Regions from separate parts of the Sus scrofa genome. Here region 1 is linked to region 2. A link is a contact called in public HiChIP or PLAC-seq data. All regions are on one chromosome and are shown on one strand. The core of a region is the stretch at or near the end of the contact, and the rest is flanking DNA. Distances in the headings are between cores, read along the strand shown. Region 1 holds the start of UHRF2 (E3 ubiquitin-protein ligase UHRF2). Region 2 holds the start of KDM4C (lysine-specific demethylase 4C).

Region 1 (5,234 bases), core at 2,368-4,867, 300 kb after region 2:
GAAAATGTTTTTGAGAACTGCTATCCTACATAGAGTTGCAGGATTTGTGCTATTAGAATGGCAGGAATGGTCTAGAGTTTTTTTCTTGAATTGAGTTGAAGAAATTCCAAGTAACAGGAAGAAATGCAACATTTCGCAAGGGAAAACTAGGAAGCAAACACCAATTGACAGTGAATGAGAAGGCAGAGGGGGAAGTCATTCCCAAGGGGCTACGGATAGGCATACAGGTGGAAAGCATTAGTAACTTTTATGTATCTTTCACAGCATATACAGAACACACACACACACACACACACACACACATTTAAGTAGGCAAACACTTTGTAGCCCATGTGAAAACTGAGTCCAAGGGCAAAAGGCGACTACTCAAGTTTTTCTTCACCTCTGGTTCATTGCCCACATTTACAATCTATTCTAAGAGTCCTTACAGTGGTACAAAGGAAGCAAAGAGGGGAGAGAATGCTTTCCAATTAGGAAAAGCTCTAGGTTTTCTCAAGATTTAGAGATCCACCAATGTATCTCTTTCTAAAAAACAAAAAGCAATCCCTAGTGTGCACATTCAACATCGCAGAGAATATCCCAGTGAGGTTACCCTACTCTAACTGGAACTTACAGCCCTGAATCGCTGCCTGGCTCTCCATTTTGACTCTCAAAAGTGGAGTCAATCACACAATTACAGTGCTTCTCCAAGTTAATTTGCATACAGACCACCTGGGAACCTAATTAAAATACAGATTCTATTTCAGCAGGGTGGGTGTGAGGCTCCCAGGTGCAGCTAATGCTACTGGTCCTGCTGATCCTGGGACTACATTTTGAATAGTAAGAAACTAGTAGGAAGCTGCCTTCTTCAACATTCATTATCAAACTCAGGTGTTCATGATAATCTCCCACAGGGTCTTGTTAAATTCACTACTTGCAATTCTGTTGTGAGCTGAACATCTGTAATAAATATCTACAAAAGATTCTGATGCATACCAAAGATTAAAAGAAGCAAACCTTACACACAAAGGTGAAGGCAGGGGGACTCCTTACATCAGGGAAAACTGTAAATTTGTTTTTATTTTATGACATTTTGCACTATGAGAAAGGAATCTTGAGGATGGGACATCTTTTTCTAATAAGCACAAAAGCAATTTACAAGAATAAGGGCAGCCCTGTGACACCAATCCAAAGCAGCTTGATATAGATACACTATCCTGTCCACAGGCTGTAGACTCCAAAAGGAAAGGAGAATATAGATAATAATCATTTCATCTCTGCTTGTCAGATCATAAGGAAGTAAATACAGCTGGAGCAATGTCTTCCTTCTATCTCCAACTCAAGTGAGGCACCCACAGTCCATTCCTAATTCTTGTTGGTTTATCCCCATAGTAAAATCAAGTAGTGAGTTATCAACTCCTGGAGTAAAAAGTTCAAAAGGTTGTTAAGCTCAATAGTTCTTCCCTGAGCTTGGAATAGCTTCCTGGTTTGTCAGAAGGGCTACTTGGTTGCCTTGAGTTTAACCCAATCCCTACCTTTTCCTCAAGAGAGCCAGGTGCACATTTTCCTTTTAGTGTTATTTGATAATTAGACTATATGGGCATCGCCCAGGAATTCATTTTCATGCTTTTCTATCTCTGGTGAAGTCACTAAAGTATCCCAGGAATTCAAATACTATTGTCCCTAGCTAGAAAATAAAATTCAATAGACTTTGTTACATGCTTTTCACTTTTGACCAAAAAATTAAAAGGTATCAGCCTTATAAAGCTAAAGAGCGTTTAATACACATACATTTATTTCTAAAGCAAAGTTTGCAAACAAATTGAACACCTATTTTTACAAGTCAAGCACTAGAGGATCAATATAAAACTGGATATTGATATCAACGATACTGACACTTATTTCAAAACAAATTTTAACAACCCCTCGCTCTTTCTCAGTGCAATCTTGTTACTCTGAAGTTTCTGGACAGTTTTCAAAAGGTAAGCCTATGAAGAGGAGAAAAATACTCCTCTCAAACCCGTTGGCTGTAGCAAAACGCTACTTCTACCAAATGAAAGAGAGTTACACTTATTTCAAACTACAAGATTGGAGCCAAAATATGGTCTATCAACTGGAGGATACCAACTTTGTTTTGTCTTTACAAAGAAGAAACAAGAAATACACGATGAGTCTGGGTCTCCAGGTACAGATCACGTGAACAGGAAAAAATCTTCAATGGGCCAGATCAGGGCCATACCATACAACTACCAGGGACGCCCAAACACCCTAGGGCACCGCCAAATAACACTTTCAGCCTTCAAGTATGTACCGCTAGCTATGCTCTAATTGTGTTCAAAGCATGGGTGAGAGACCTATGAGAAGGTGAGAAATAAGGGCAAGACACATCTTTTAAACCGTTTTTCACTCTGAATATTACCCCTCCACACCCCCCGCCAAGACTGGCTAGTTTAAACCCGGTCCCAGGTTACATCTACAGCTTCTTCAGCCCAGGTCTCTAATCTCCCCCAAGACAGATTCAATTCCAGGAAAGGAGGGGGCGGGCAGAAGTTCTGGAAAGCCTTCGAACCTTCAGTGTATACAAATCCCTTCCACAGAGAGGAGGCAACTTAGGGTCTTGTGCCTGAGAACAAGCAATACGTAAGTTTCCCCTCCTATTTGGGACCCAGGAGGGCGGTAGAGCTAAAGAAAGGATACAAGCCGTTAGCCGGGTCAGCGCTGCCGGGAGTCAGAGCCGCCAGCCCTCCCCACCTGCACTTTGGCATGGCCGCCAGAGTCTGCTGCCCTCCCCGCCCTCCAGGAGCCCGGACCCCACCAAGCGCGGGAATAAGAGGGAACCCAGGCGCCCTAGCGAGCGGCTGCTGCCCCATTGAGAAAGGGCGGTGAGGTCTCCGGGCTCCGGGTGCCTCCGACCCCGCGAAGCGCACCTGCACTCAGGGCTGGCGAGGACCCCCGCCCATGGCCGAGCTCTGAACCTCGCGGGCTGCCCACCCGAAGTGGAGCCAGGTACATTTTGCACATGTGGGGCACCAAGCACTCCGGCCCGTCCAGCTTAAGCATCCTGCCAACGCTCCGCTGCCCTTGCTCGAGCTTCCCGTGGGGGGCGGTGGGCGCGACTCACCTGCTTGCCCCGGTAGAAGAGGCGCTGGCACTCGGGCCGCACGTCGAACAGTGCCCACACCCGCTCGCGCAGCTCCTCAATTGTGGCTTTGCGGGACACGTCCTCAATGGTGCGCGTCTGGGACCCGTCGATGGTGCGAACCTGGATCCACATCTCGGCGCCGGGAGAAGGGGCCGGCCCTGCTTTGTCTCCCCCTGCGCTCGGGGCGCCGCGCCCCGCCCGGCCCGCGCCGCTTCCCGGTCCGCTCTGACTCTCCGCGGCTGGCGGGCGAGCGCGCGCACCAGAGAGGAAGACCGACCAGACGCCGGGCCGGACAGGCGGCGGTGAATCCTAAACTAAGCGCCCACCCAGCAGAGCTGAGGAGGGAAGGAAACCGGAACCAGTCGGGAGCGCGGCTGCTACCGCAGCCCCCACCTCACAAATAGGAAGAAGCCTTGTCTGCGCCGCGCGGAGTGTTTACTTATAGAGCTCAAGCTCCCACATGGAGGTCACGGCGCCAACCCGGATCTCGCGAGATCTATGCCGGGCTCCGCCTTAAAGAGGAAGCAACTCAGGAGGTGGCCACAGACCAGAGGAAACTAAAATGGGCGGGGTGGGAAGGGCGGGGCGGGGGGGCGGTGCTTTGGTGAGCCGTTACTTGCCCCTCCGCCGGCACCTGGGCCCTAGACACGCCCTCTAGCCTTCGGGTTGCTGGCGGTTACAAGGCCGCCCACACGGGTTGCCGCTTTAGACCTGATTTCGGGACCAAGGGCGAGAGCGACCTCTCAGGCCTAGCCAATTCGGTTCTGTGGTATCAAAAACACCAAAGATAAGAAACTCTTATGTGCAGTTGTACGACTATGAAAAGTGGGGTGAGTGCATGCGGGCGCGGCCTAAATTTGTGAGAAAGCACCTAAGGAAATGAACCCGCTTCACCGCGCTCAGCCAGACACAGCCAGCCAGGCGGCCTGGCGGGGCCGGCCACCCAGGAAAGGCCCTAGGGACCCTTCTCCTTCAGGAACTCGTTTCCCGCCGGTCGCAGAATGCTGCCTTCGCGCGGAAACTGGCTTCCTAGTGTTTCCCGCCGCTGGGCGGAGGTGGCCACCCAAGTAAGGCCTACAGGCCGCCGGGCCGGGTGGGATCCCCATCTCTGCCCGCTGCGCTCACAACCGGACCTTGGGCCAGGGAGGTGCTGGTGCCGCCTCTCTGAAGGCCTCTCTCCAGAGGCGGACGTTTCCGTTTGTGGACCTTCCATGTTAGCATTTGGCTTAAGGGGCTGGGGTCATGGAAGACGCTTTTAAAGGATGCAAAATTACACACCTATGAAGGAAGTACTCCAGCGATCCTGATAGGAATAATTTCTCAAAAATAGTCCAAAGGAGCATTACCTAAAAAGGAAGAGAGCATATGGAAGTAGAAAAAAGTATGTATGTATAAAATTTGGACTTCATATTTGCCAAAATCCATAACTTGAGTATTCATACTGGTGCAGATTATTAGCACAAAAGTAGAGCAACATTTTTGTAATAACCGCTTAAAATAATTGTAAGTACAGAGACCACTAATATATTGGGAAAAAAAAAAAAGATGGCCCAACATGGGAGAGAGAGAAAAAAGTGGAACAAATATACATTTTGGTCTCCGTCCTTGTTGAAAATTTTACACTCACTTTTACTCTCTAAATACATCCTGTCTGCTCCTGATTTAAGTAAAACAAATATTGGGTATTCTTTACATGTGTAAATATGAGGCTCGCTAATAACCTGCCCCAATAAAGGATAGCTATTTGCTATTATAGGATACAGTATGCCCTTGTAGAGTCATATTAAAAGTTTTATAAAAATTCTCTGATCACAAAGAATTTACAATCCTGTTCAAATAAGAATTTAAAAAATGAAAGTATTAAAGAATAATTTAGTACTAAATAGTCTGCTCTTGGTTAAAACAGCAATTAGAGGTGAGAGAAAGGGACTAGAATGATCTGGGATCTTAAGAATAGGGGTACAACTTGACCTGAATTAAATGGCATATTGTAATGAAGGCAGCATTTAAATGTTCAGTTCATGAATTGTAACCAGTTTTTCTATTTACTTAAAATGTGATCTTGGAGAAATTATTTGTTTCAATTTCCTCAATGTAAAATGGTGCTTAGAAT
Region 2 (4,945 bases), core at 268-2,767:
AGTGCTACAAAGTAAAAATGTACCTTTAAAATTTAAAGCCACTAATTTTCAACCACGACACTTCGAAATTTGAATATTAGTAACCGTTGCCATAGAAACAGTGAAGCCGAGTTTCCGGAGGTTAAAAATAAAAAATACTGCAAATTCAAGTGGGTGAAACAGGGCAAAGTTTGGTCCGAACATAGGTGAACAGAGCCTACCATAAACTTTCACAAGGCTAAGAGTGGACTGAATGCAACTTTTAACCTACACTTCCCAAGCAGTGCTGGAGGAATCACCCCGCAGGGTAACTTACCAAGAGCAATAAATAAATAAATAAATAAATTTTAAAATGTTTTAAAAGTTTGCCCTCTCTTTTCCAGGGAGAGGACGCACAAAAAAATCCTCTCCAGCAACGCCCACCACCAAAGCCAGAAGCCGGCTCCGGCAGACGTGCATGGTAGCAGCTCAGGGGGAGACTAGCTCCGAGTTCACCCGGAAAGCATCCGAATCTAGCCCTGCTGGTTTCATTGGCTGAACACCGAGGAAAACCCCAAGCTCGAGCCCGTTGCCCCAGCCTACCTGGCTCCTTTCTCCACATCCCCACCCCCCGCCACGTCCCATGCCTGGCTTACCACGCGACCCTATCCAACTCCTATTTATTAAGCATCCACTGTCTAACACCGCATCGTGGCCAGAGGCACCGTAGGAAAAAATGGCCCCAAGCCGGAAAAATCAAAAGGACAGCCACGGGGACTAAAGTCGAACCAGGAAGAGGGTCTAACTGCCTACGATGGAGTGGTCTGGAGAGGCGCCCCCACCTTTACCCCGCGGGTTGTGATAGTCCCAGGGAAGAGACGGCCCCAAGGGGCGCACCAGGCCTGGTCTTCCCAGGGTCCCCGCAGACCCGGCTGGAAGGGGAAAGGTAAGGAGTCGGCATCCCTAGACTAACCGCGAGCTTCTCTGCTCCAAAGAGCGCGACCCCGACTCCGGCCCCCGGCAGAACGGCGAGCACGGGGACCGAACCCCTGAGGGCCAGAGCGGGCTGTCACTGGCTCCCGCCTCCCACTGCTGCGACCACGGCGGGCCGCTCTCTCCCCCTGGCATGACAGTCGCGGCGACCGCGGACCGAATGTCTCCGGCCCCGCGTCTCCGCTCGGCTGGACGCCGGCACCCCCCGCTGCCCCGCGCGGAGCGGGGCAGTGCCGGGAAGACCGCCCGGGGCCCCTCCCCCCACTGCCCCCATTCTCCGGAGTCCGGAAAAGCGGTTACCTGGCGCGCGGACTGGGGCGAGGACACGACCCCGAGGAGGAAGATGAGAAGGAAAACGGTAGCCCGTGACCCAGGGAGATTTGGGAAATTTAGGAGACTTGTTCCGCACTGGGTGACAGCTGTTCGCTGCGCACGCGCACCCGGCCTTAGTCGCCCGATCACTCCGCCGCTCCTCAGCCTCCCGTCGAGGGGCTGGGAGGCAGCGGTGAAGGCGCGCGCACAGCGCCCGCCGGCTCTCCTTGCGCGAGGGCGCGCGCGCGCCGTCACGTGACCGCTGGGGCCTGCACTTAGCGGGTCACGTGAACTTCCAAACAGCTTAAAGGTGCCAGGCACATTCTTGCTTTAGGCTTAATCTTCCGCGCTGTTCCTATTCTAGACTCGCAGCTGCGCTGTTGGCTTTCTAGAGATGGTTATGTCCCTTTTTTCCCAGAAGGGAAAGACAGTTGAACAGAAAAAAGGAACAGGTGCACAGAACCCTGCCCAGAAGCGCCCACTGGGTTCCTTCAGGGTTGGACCTGATGTAGCCCACGCGCCACACGTCCTCTTGGCCCGACGCGGCCCTATGGCTGCCTCCGGCGCGCGGACGTCAGAGTGGCGTTGCCATGGGTGGGGCATCGTAATGCCCAGCCTAACCGAACTGGCCAGGATGTCGCGGTTCGCTGCTGGGTAGCAATGACAGCGTCTTATGGTCAGGATTTCTGAGACTTCTGACCGAAATGGTAGATCCTGAGTGGGCGACGGGTGTCTACCTGCCAACCTTTTAGCAAGCAGTTCTCAAGCAGTAAGCCATGTTGTTAGCCAAAGGGAGCGATACTATCCCGTGTTCCAGACACCTACGCTGAACATGTCCCGGCCCAGCGCAGGTGTGCGCTTTAGCTGAGGAAACCTGCAGTGTCCCTAATAGGACTTTGGTCTGGAGGTTTCTCAAAAATTAGAGATGTCAGCAGAATAGCCTGAGCTATTAACATGAAGTGCAGGTGCCTCCGGACTCCTCAGGAAGTACTTAAATTAGCTTGCGACAACTTATTATTTCTGCGGGGTATCTGCCTTCTAAAGTGTCAGAAAAAAACAGTAATCCCTTACTTAAGCCTTTGTGCTACCAAAGACAGATGGCTGAGCACCAGGTGTTTTGCAAAGCTGAACAATTTTTTTAACTTCCTGTAGAGTTTCCAGCTGGGTCCTTTGTTGCGTTTCCCCTAACGTATTCTCAGCTAAGAAAGGGCAGATCCTTAGGCTTCTGAACAGGTCTGGGCTGTCTCAAGTGCTGAATTTTCTATTGCAGTCCACCAATTCCCGCCTTTCTAAGTATCTCAACAGGTATATTTACCACGCCCTCAAAGTCTTTTCTCAATGGTAGGAGCATTGCAAGGACTGATGAAATATGGCTAATTAGAGAGTTCCCTGGTGACCTGGCTGTTAAGGATCCCGTGTTGTTACTGTGGCTTGTGTCACTACTGTTGCACGGTTGCACCCTTAGTCCAGGAACTTTTGGTCTGCCACAAGCCTGGGGGAAATATATTTTTTTATTGTGCATATAATATATGTGTATATAAATATATATATATTTAAGTAAGGCTAATGGGATTATTGGGCAGTCCCTTTTTTTTTTTTTTTTTACTTTTTTAGGGCTGCACCTGTGGCATATCGAAGTTCCCAGGCTAGGGGTATAATAGGAGCTGTAGCTGCCAGCCTACACCACAGCAACTGGGATCCAAGCCACATCATCAACCTACACCACAGCTCATGGCAACACCTGATCCTCAACTCACTGAGCAAGGCCAGGGATGGAACCCGAGTCCTCATGGATACTAGTTGGGTTTATAAACCACTGAGCCACAACAGAAGCTCCAGGCTGCCACATTTCTGTAGTTATTAAATTGGAAAGAAGTTTTGGGCTCCATTACCCACACACATAGACATCTGAACTTGCCTAACATGTACACTCAACTGGGAATTTTACAAATGTGTATGTTATGAAGATCCCAACTCTCCTTACAAATCCATCAAATACACTAAAGCAATAAACATTCAACATTCATTTAGGGCTTACTGTGAGACTGATGCTGTTTTAAGAGCTTCATATATATTAATAGATTAATCTTTAAAATTCTTTGTTGAATAGGCTTTATTATTATCTCCTTGTCATGGATATGAAAACTGAAGTGTGGAGATTAAGAAATATTTCAGACAGCTACTGAATACCAGGGTTCTTAATAAATCATATGCTGTATTAGACTAGGAACCTAGCACACCAGACTGAAAATCTAGAAACATGAATTCCAGTCCATTTATAGTCTCCAGACACATGATATTGAACAAATAATATTTGTTAAACACAGTAAATAAAGTCTCAGCTTTGGGAGGGTTTGATTTTTTTGGTTGGTTGGTTGGTTGGGGGCGGGTGGCCACACTCTTGGCATATGGAAATTCTGGGGCCAGGGATCAAAACCAAAGTTGCAGCTGTGACTGAGCCTCTTCGGAGACAATGCTGGGTCCTTAACCAACTGAGGTAGCAGGAACTGAGTCTTTTTTTTTTTTAAGCCCAAAAAATGAGGGTGGGTGTTCCCTAGTGGTCTATCGGTTAGGACTTAGCACTTTCACTACTGTGGCTAGGGTTCAATCCCTGGTCTAAGAACTGAGATATCACATCAAGCCACTGCGTACCGTGACCAACAAAAGAAGAAAAAAGAAAGATGAGGGTAACATAACAGCTTTGCTGATTTTGAGCATTGTTGAATATTAAACAAGACAATGTAAAATGTCAAAACACTTTAAAGGCAGTAAAGCATCGTGTGAATCTATCAAGCACTTCACAGTTTTGCAACTTGAAGTGAGCCTTCTAGAAAATAAACTGGATTCATGGCACAGAAGAAAATGTGTCCCTAATGTACTAAAATACCTCTATATTACAAATTAAAATGAAAATTAGCATTTTAGCCAAATAGTAAATTAATTTATTTAGGTCCACCTAAAAACACCAGTCGTGGAGTTCCCATCGTGGCTCAGTGGAATAAGAACCCAAATAGTTCCCATGAGGATGCGGGTTTGATCCCTGGCCTCGTTCAGTGGTTAAGGATCCAACATTGCCGTGATCTGTGGTGTAGGTCGAAGATGTGGCACGGATCTGGCATTGCTCTGACTGTGTCGTAGACTGGCAGCTGCAACTCCAAATAGATGCCTAGCCTGGGAACATCCATATGCTGCGGGTGCTGCTCTAAAAAGACAAAAAACTGGGGGAAAAAAATAAGTTTGGAGTTTGCATCATGGCTCAGTGGTAAATAAACCCAACTAGTATCCACGAGGACATGGGTTCAATCCTTGGGCTTGCCCAGCTGGTATCCATAAGGATCTGGCGTTGCCAAGAGCTGTGGTGTAGGTCGCAAGACACAGCTTGTATCCCATGTTGCTGTGGCTGTGGTGTATGCCAGCCGATACAGATCCGATTCAACCCCTAGCCTGGGAACCTCCAAGTGCTGTGGGTGCAGCCCTAAAAAGACTGACGGAATGAATGAATGAATGAATGAAACTTTTCCGAAATGACTTCAGGTTAGTGAGGAAAGCAACATGTCCATTTGTGACAACTTATGATAACACTGTATGCATTAACCAACTGCTTTAGTCTGTAAACCAGAAAGCTTGCTGGAAGAGGGTGTGTTGGTTTATAATGTAAACCCAAGAAAAAATTACCAGGAGT

What was found. HiChIP or PLAC-seq counts read pairs in DNA pulled down with a chosen protein or histone mark.
Region 1: an H3K27ac HiChIP or PLAC-seq map of alveolar macrophages shows a contact between it and region 2. The contact joins the promoter of UHRF2 here to the promoter of KDM4C in region 2. A contact is called at or near these places in 4 of 47 Hi-C or Micro-C datasets (embryonic fibroblasts, heart right ventricle, liver and 1 more) and 2 of 2 datasets of contacts at active chromatin or transcription factors (alveolar macrophages and skeletal muscle).

The regions. Positions count from the first base shown.
Region 1 is chr1:215,804,011-215,809,244 of Sscrofa11.1, forward strand. UHRF2 (E3 ubiquitin-protein ligase UHRF2) reads right to left here and starts at 3,618. Exons shown (of 16, transcript XM_021063938.1): 1 at 3,101-3,618. The coding sequence starts at 3,253.
Region 2 is chr1:215,506,261-215,511,205 of Sscrofa11.1, forward strand. It overlaps KDM4C (lysine-specific demethylase 4C), which reads right to left and starts at 1,518. Exons shown (of 22, transcript XM_021063858.1): 1 at 1,252-1,518.